Regions from separate parts of the Macaca mulatta genome. Here region 1 is linked to region 2. The links are chromatin contacts, called in public Hi-C maps. All regions are on one chromosome and are shown on one strand. The core of a region is the stretch at or near the end of the contact, and the rest is flanking DNA. Distances in the headings are between cores, read along the strand shown. Region 1 overlaps AKT3 (AKT serine/threonine kinase 3). Region 2 holds the start of ZBTB18 (zinc finger and BTB domain containing 18).

Region 1 (3,001 bases), core at 232-2,731, 340 kb before region 2:
TTCAGAGAGACATTACTCTGGACACAAAGCTCCGTCAGTACATTGGCCTTTCAACCACGCTTTAGGCAATTTCTGCTTGATAATTATGCAACAGAACCTTAAATGTTTTAAGAAGGCATGAGTTCCAAAAGTCAAAATAAGCACTTTTTAATTCTCCACACACATTTTTTTTGAAATATAAGTCCACATTGGGCAGAAAAAAGAAAAAAGGAGAAAAGTCAAGAGTTTCTCTTTTTTGTTTTCTAGTTATTCTATTCATATTGATTGGTTTTGAAATGTTACAAAAATTTTTGTGTTCTAGAAAATAAGTAATGTGGAAGTTTTACCTAAGGTTACTGTTTCTTCTCAATTATTTAAAGTGAAAGTAATAAACCAGACATTTAAGTAAACATACTCACTTCCATCTAAATATAAATGTTATCATAGCATTTGAAAACATTCCAGATATATCAAATCTCTAACACCTAATTATTAGACAAGAATGTATCAGAAGGAAATATACAACCAACTCATTAATGCTTGATAAAAATGCACGCTTGCCATTTATAGAATCCATGACAACCATGAGAAAGGTATGTACTGATCAAAAAGGCCAGGTTACTATATAACTTTGTTTCACAACTAAGGACATTTAAGTTCAAAGTATTATGGAATTACTTACAAAATAAACTGGGTACTCTCTACCTCACCCCTAGTGGTAGGCTATAAAACAAATCGATTCACTTTAAAATAGTTTATGTGCTGACTAGTGTTAAAACGTTCATGTATGCATTAAGATCATACCAAATCACCTGACTGATTTCTTAATCAAAAGCTCCTCTTGTCAGTTAGCAGTTCACACCTAACATTAGCCAAATAGGTTATCTACCATCAACACGGAGAAATAAGAAAGTTTGTATTGCCATTTAAAGAAGTTGCTTTCTAAAACTAGACATGAATAAGGGAGAGAAGAGGAAGTATTAAACCCCTAAACTAATTAACAAAATAAGGGAGGGGGGATGCAGGAAAACAATGATAATTAGTATGTACCCCTGGTTAACCAAATCCACACATACATTCATTCTGTATATGCACAAACATCAGCAGCATCATAAACCGTCTCAAGTTCTAGCCATTATTCAGTTCGACATCTGCACATGTTTATGCGTCTCTCCAAACAACCTCTTGAACACCCTGCTGGAGCTGTCATTTTTTTCTTCTCCCTATCTGGCAGATGGCAAGTCAACAATCGGCATCAACAGCAGCCGAATATCTCCCCCTCCATCCTACCCCCCTAAACAGACACAATAATAACTTCTTTGTGCTTCCCCACAATGCAGCTGCTTAAACCATTTCGCTACAAGGCTGCTTTGCCTTAATAAAAAAAAAAAAAAAAAAATCCCTTCTGTCAAGTCTAAAAAGCAGCATAATGTTAAGCAAGCTAAAGCCACAGCACAGCTGCAAACGGGCAGACACATTGACAGCTCCTCCCTTAACAAAGCCCTGTGAATTGAAGGGGGTTCATCTGAGGCTCACACAGTAATTAGTATAAAAAAGTCCGACAGCCTCTATTATGCTAAGGGAAAAAAAAAACTGGACAGAACTGGGCTGCTGTTTTGCGTCAAGAGTTCTGCTGCAGAGTAGATAAATCATGTTGGGTTTTTTCCTCTCTTTTTAAAGACAGTAATAAGGAGGATGAGAGAAGCTAATTTGAAAACTTGGACACAGTAATTGTACCATATGGTGAGCATTTATCCTTTCTGAAATGCACGCTAACAGTCACTTACATGCACACTGCTTTGTTTTACAGTTGTTATTCTCTCTACCATATTCATAAAATGGATTTGAATATGTGATACTCAAGAGAAGTTGTGTGTAATTAGCAATAGAACTGCCTAGGTTTAATTTATTGGCCTTGCACTGCAATCTAGTAAAATGCAAAACAAAATTAAACAATGTGTCCACTTTGTAAAAATATTTTTTCTTTAACTCAACAAAAAACTAATGAACACAGGTTCACTGGAGTGTTTCTAAGTTAAGGTACAGTATATTTTGAAAATTCCAACAGAATAAACTATAGCTGTTGATAAGATTTCTACTGGCCAATTTCGAAGATTATGCCACCATAAGAATAATTTTTCAGAAAGATCACCTGGTTTAATTTCGTATTTCACTGAAGCAGATGTAACTCTTCCTCATATATATCAGTAAACCTAGATGCAACAGAATTTCCTTGCATGTGTCCTAAAAATTTGAGGACAAGAAATTCTGTCATTTATTAAATAATTATTAAGTACTATGTGCCAAGCACCTATATGGCACAGGGAGGAGAATATAGAACAGTTTTCATCTTTTTTAAAATCTAAACATAAATTGACTGATTTTGTCTACTTCAAAATTCTATAAAAATCTGTCTACTATTTGAAGAAAGACTTTAATAACACTAGTAGTATGCTGGTCATCATGACACAATATATATCAAAATGACATTTTTCTGAGAGAAAAGTCATATAGGGAACAAGATTAGTTTAATTAGAAGTAAATTCACTGTAATGACATCTGTGTGCCCCTTTTAGGTAAAATATTCTGTGTTTCCTCAATATAAACTATGTTCTAAAACTGACATACTCAACTAGAACTCATATGAACCCTTAAATTTCAAGTGGAGTAAAATCACTGGTCTGAATTTCTACAGCTTCCATGTGACCACAAGTATCCTTCTGATCAATATTTTGGGGACATGAAAAAGCAAAATATTTTAAGGTATTATTAGTTCAAGACAGAACTAAGCGTCCCTACTAAAGCTTGAAGTAATCTGTCTTTAGAAGAAAGACTGTGACTCCACTCAGGAAATTGGGCATAATTACATTAAGAAGGAATGGTTTCATCCAAAAAGTACCAGTAATAATTTTCTATAATAAATCTCCATTTTGGCTTAACAGAAATAAACTTTGTCACCCACTACTAGTATAGTGGCTTCCCTCTATGCTACTGGTATTGGGCCATATGACCAATTTACACC
Region 2 (3,029 bases), core at 485-2,984:
GTAGCAACCACCCTCCTCCGGCTGGCTGCTTCTTACGACTTTTCTTTTGTTGCCGTGACCCGGCTCTGTTTTCTCCTCTGTTATTGAAGGTGTTTTCCTGCTGCACCGGCTCTACGCCCTCCACCTCCTTCCCTGTGGCTTTAACCTTCCTCTTTCCCCGTGTGTTTTATGCACGGTGAACTACGTAAAGATTTGCATTGCTTCCCCACTCGGCATCCCCGCCCCCACCTCTCTGAAAAACAAAACCCCAACCTCACAAAATCTCTATGGATCCGCGGTAGCGAGACGTGAAGGGGTTGATTTGTGGAGTGGGAGTCGCTGGCCCATTGCGGTGCTTGGGACTCATTAAACTGTCACTCACCCCCCACCCCACTGGGTAAATGGGGTGATTAATGTCTGATATACTGGAATGGGGCGAGGGCATTTATGGAGAATAGGTGGTGTGGCTGGAAAGAAATTGATCGCCCAAGGATGTCTCCTGGACTAAGCGTTCATAATTATGTCACTCACCGCGAAGTTGGAGAAAGTTAGGTTTGTGACTTTGGGAAAGCGAGAAGGACAGGAGAGTCGTCGGGTTTTGTTACTATTTAACTCTCCGCCACGGCTTTCTAATGGGAACGAAGTGGTTATCACCAGGGCTGGGACGCTGACGCCTCAGGCCCCAGTTCCTTTTCTACCCCTCGCCCTCCCAAGAGTCTGAGGAGATGTATTTGACATTCAGAGATGTCGCAGCACCCTGCCCGGCACCGGTCAGCCCAGCCCGGGTCGCGTTACAGTTTCATCAGCTTTTAGAAAAGACCCACAAACTCTGGCTGAAAAGTTCTCAAACTTACTAGACCTGGCTTCCCCCCACACAAAGATTTTCTTGTGATCATTAAACATGACAGAGTGACACCCCCCACACACACAAAAAAGATTGTTAAGGGACACAGATCAAGGGGAAGGCAAGGTTCTGCTTTTTCTGAGCAGAAAGATCAGATATGCAGGTGCAGCATTCATTTTAAGTGACTGTAGCAGGTTGTATCAGTTTATTAATTGGTCTCGTTGAACTGAAGTACTTTCCAGGATTTCAGAAAGTGCAGTTTCAGCTTGTTGGTACTGAGAATTGAAATTTGCATTGACTGTGGCAGTGTAGGAAATTTTTCTGAGAAGGTAGTTGTAGATAAGTCATTAAATAAGAGTGAAATAATAAGGTGAACCAGTCCGAAGTAATGGTTCTGAAGAAGTCTGCCAACGTTTGAGACATGTATACCATTGTCTCAGCAGAAAAAAAAAGTGCGGTAATAATGTTGAAATGGGACTGGAGATGTCAAATGGGTTGGTTTAAAAATATCCCTAAACTGCCTTAGAAACTAAACGTTGGAGTTAAATAAAAGTGAATCTGGATTTCCTGAATAGCACCGTGGCTTGAGTGTGCTGTCAGTATGTAAGCCAGTCCACCAACTTAAGACAGAAGTGTTGCTATTCCATAAATACAGTAGAACTCCATATGCTGAGTTTTTCAATTTCTTCTGTTAGAAAGTTTGGAAAAAAAGGAAGACTTTGAAGTATTTTGTTTATACTAACAGAAGAGAAAAGTTCTCCTAAGAAAAAGCTGGTGGCAGGAGTGTAGAGGAGTAGCATATGGCATTAAAAGGAGCACAGCTGGAGGTAGCATTTCCATCTGAACATGATGTCAGAGCAGCTGACAGCCTGCCATCCCTCAGCCTTTTATTCTAACACACAGACAGGGAGTTAGTGTGTGCGGATCTGTGGTGGAGAAGGTATCTCATTCCTCTCTAACATCATCTCCACTTTGCATCTGTCTCTCTTAGTCTGCTTTTTTTCCACCGATGTAACAGACCTGGAGCCAGCAGGACTCAGAGGAAAGGACTTAATCAGGTTTATGTGTCCTAAAGGTAGGAGTAGCAAGAGATTAGATTGAGCATATTTCTGTTTTGGTGTTTTGTTTATTTAATTTTAAAAATCACATTACTTTTCTAACCCAGTTTAGGAATAATATATGAAATTGAGTATTAAATGAACATCTTACTGGAGTTGAAAGTCTTGAGCTTGTTTAGTTTTAATTTTTTATCCCTTTTACTTGAGCGAGTAAATAACTTTAATACACAGAAATATGTCAAGTTTTGAAATGTTAAGAAAGGCTTTAAAATACTGCTTTTGGAAATCACGTTGGATTAAAATGCTTTTTTGTTGTTCACTGCTATTTAGATTTGACTGGGATGGTGGTGGTGGGGAAATACTAAACTGTCTGGAATCCAGCATTCAAACTTATATGAGAAGATTATTCTAGTTAAGAAGCTAGATTGTTGTGTAATTAATTCCACTGTGAAACTTTATTCTTCAAAACATTGAACAGCACTGCTGAAACATACAGCTGTAGTGCTTTTGAAACTGAAGGTTTTTAAGAAGAAGAAAAAAAAAACTTTTGTCCCCAGGAGAATAGTTTGACTGGTTTCCTCACTTCTCTTTCAAATATATATTTAAGAGATCTTTTATTTCAGCATAACAATAATTATTTGCAGGAGTTTTTGTGTTAGCGACTAATTTAGAACTTGTAGATTTGAGCTGCCTGAATTGGCCAGACAGCTGTAATCGCACTCCTCTATTCTTAATCTCTTTATCTGGGCAGCAGCTGCCATATGGCCACAGTCAGCTGGATCAGATGTTTATAAGCTTCCTTCTTCGTCCCTCTCTGTCCTCTCAGCCTCCTAATTTGATCACGGCTACCTTGTGAGCTGCCCTCCAATCTTTATTTTTAGCCTTCTCAAGGATTAGGATTGATGTTAGCTGTGGGGCACTTAAAGTGATTGTATTGTAAATCTTAGTTTATTCTAGCAGTGGCATCTTGCAGAATGTATTTGGGGTTAGGATAAAGTTTTAGTCTGTCTTGGGCAAAGTGTAGAAGAAGAAGAAGGAGGGAAGTAATTTCTGAATATTAAATTAAGTGTATCTATTCCCAAAATGCACTTGCTGAGATGGGTGGTGTGGAGCCTTGCTTCTGGTCACAGGAAAGGGGAAGTCGGGTC

What was found. A called contact is a pair of places that touch in the nucleus more often than the background predicts.
Region 1: a Hi-C map of fetal cortex germinal zone shows a contact between it and region 2, with 2.8 times the contacts expected there. The contact joins the enhancer-like site here to the promoter of ZBTB18 in region 2. A contact is called at or near these places in 2 of 14 Hi-C or Micro-C datasets (fetal cortex germinal zone and fetal cortical plate).

Annotation. Positions count from the first base shown.
Region 1 is chr1:5,417,996-5,420,996 of T2T-MMU8v2.0, reverse strand. All of the region lies in intron 1 of AKT3 (AKT serine/threonine kinase 3), which reads right to left. Among named protein-coding and RNA genes, the nearest start is that of AKT3, 130 kb to the right of the region's middle. Within about 2 kb of position 1,481, at least 18 of the 40 cell types and tissues checked have an H3K27ac peak or open chromatin away from gene starts, as enhancers often do. A contact at or near this core is called in fetal cortex germinal zone and fetal cortical plate, where this site is marked.
Region 2 is chr1:5,080,634-5,083,662 of T2T-MMU8v2.0, reverse strand. It overlaps ZBTB18 (zinc finger and BTB domain containing 18), which reads left to right and starts at 1,734. Exons shown (of 2, transcript NM_001257892.1): 1 at 1,734-1,898. The coding sequence starts at 1,886.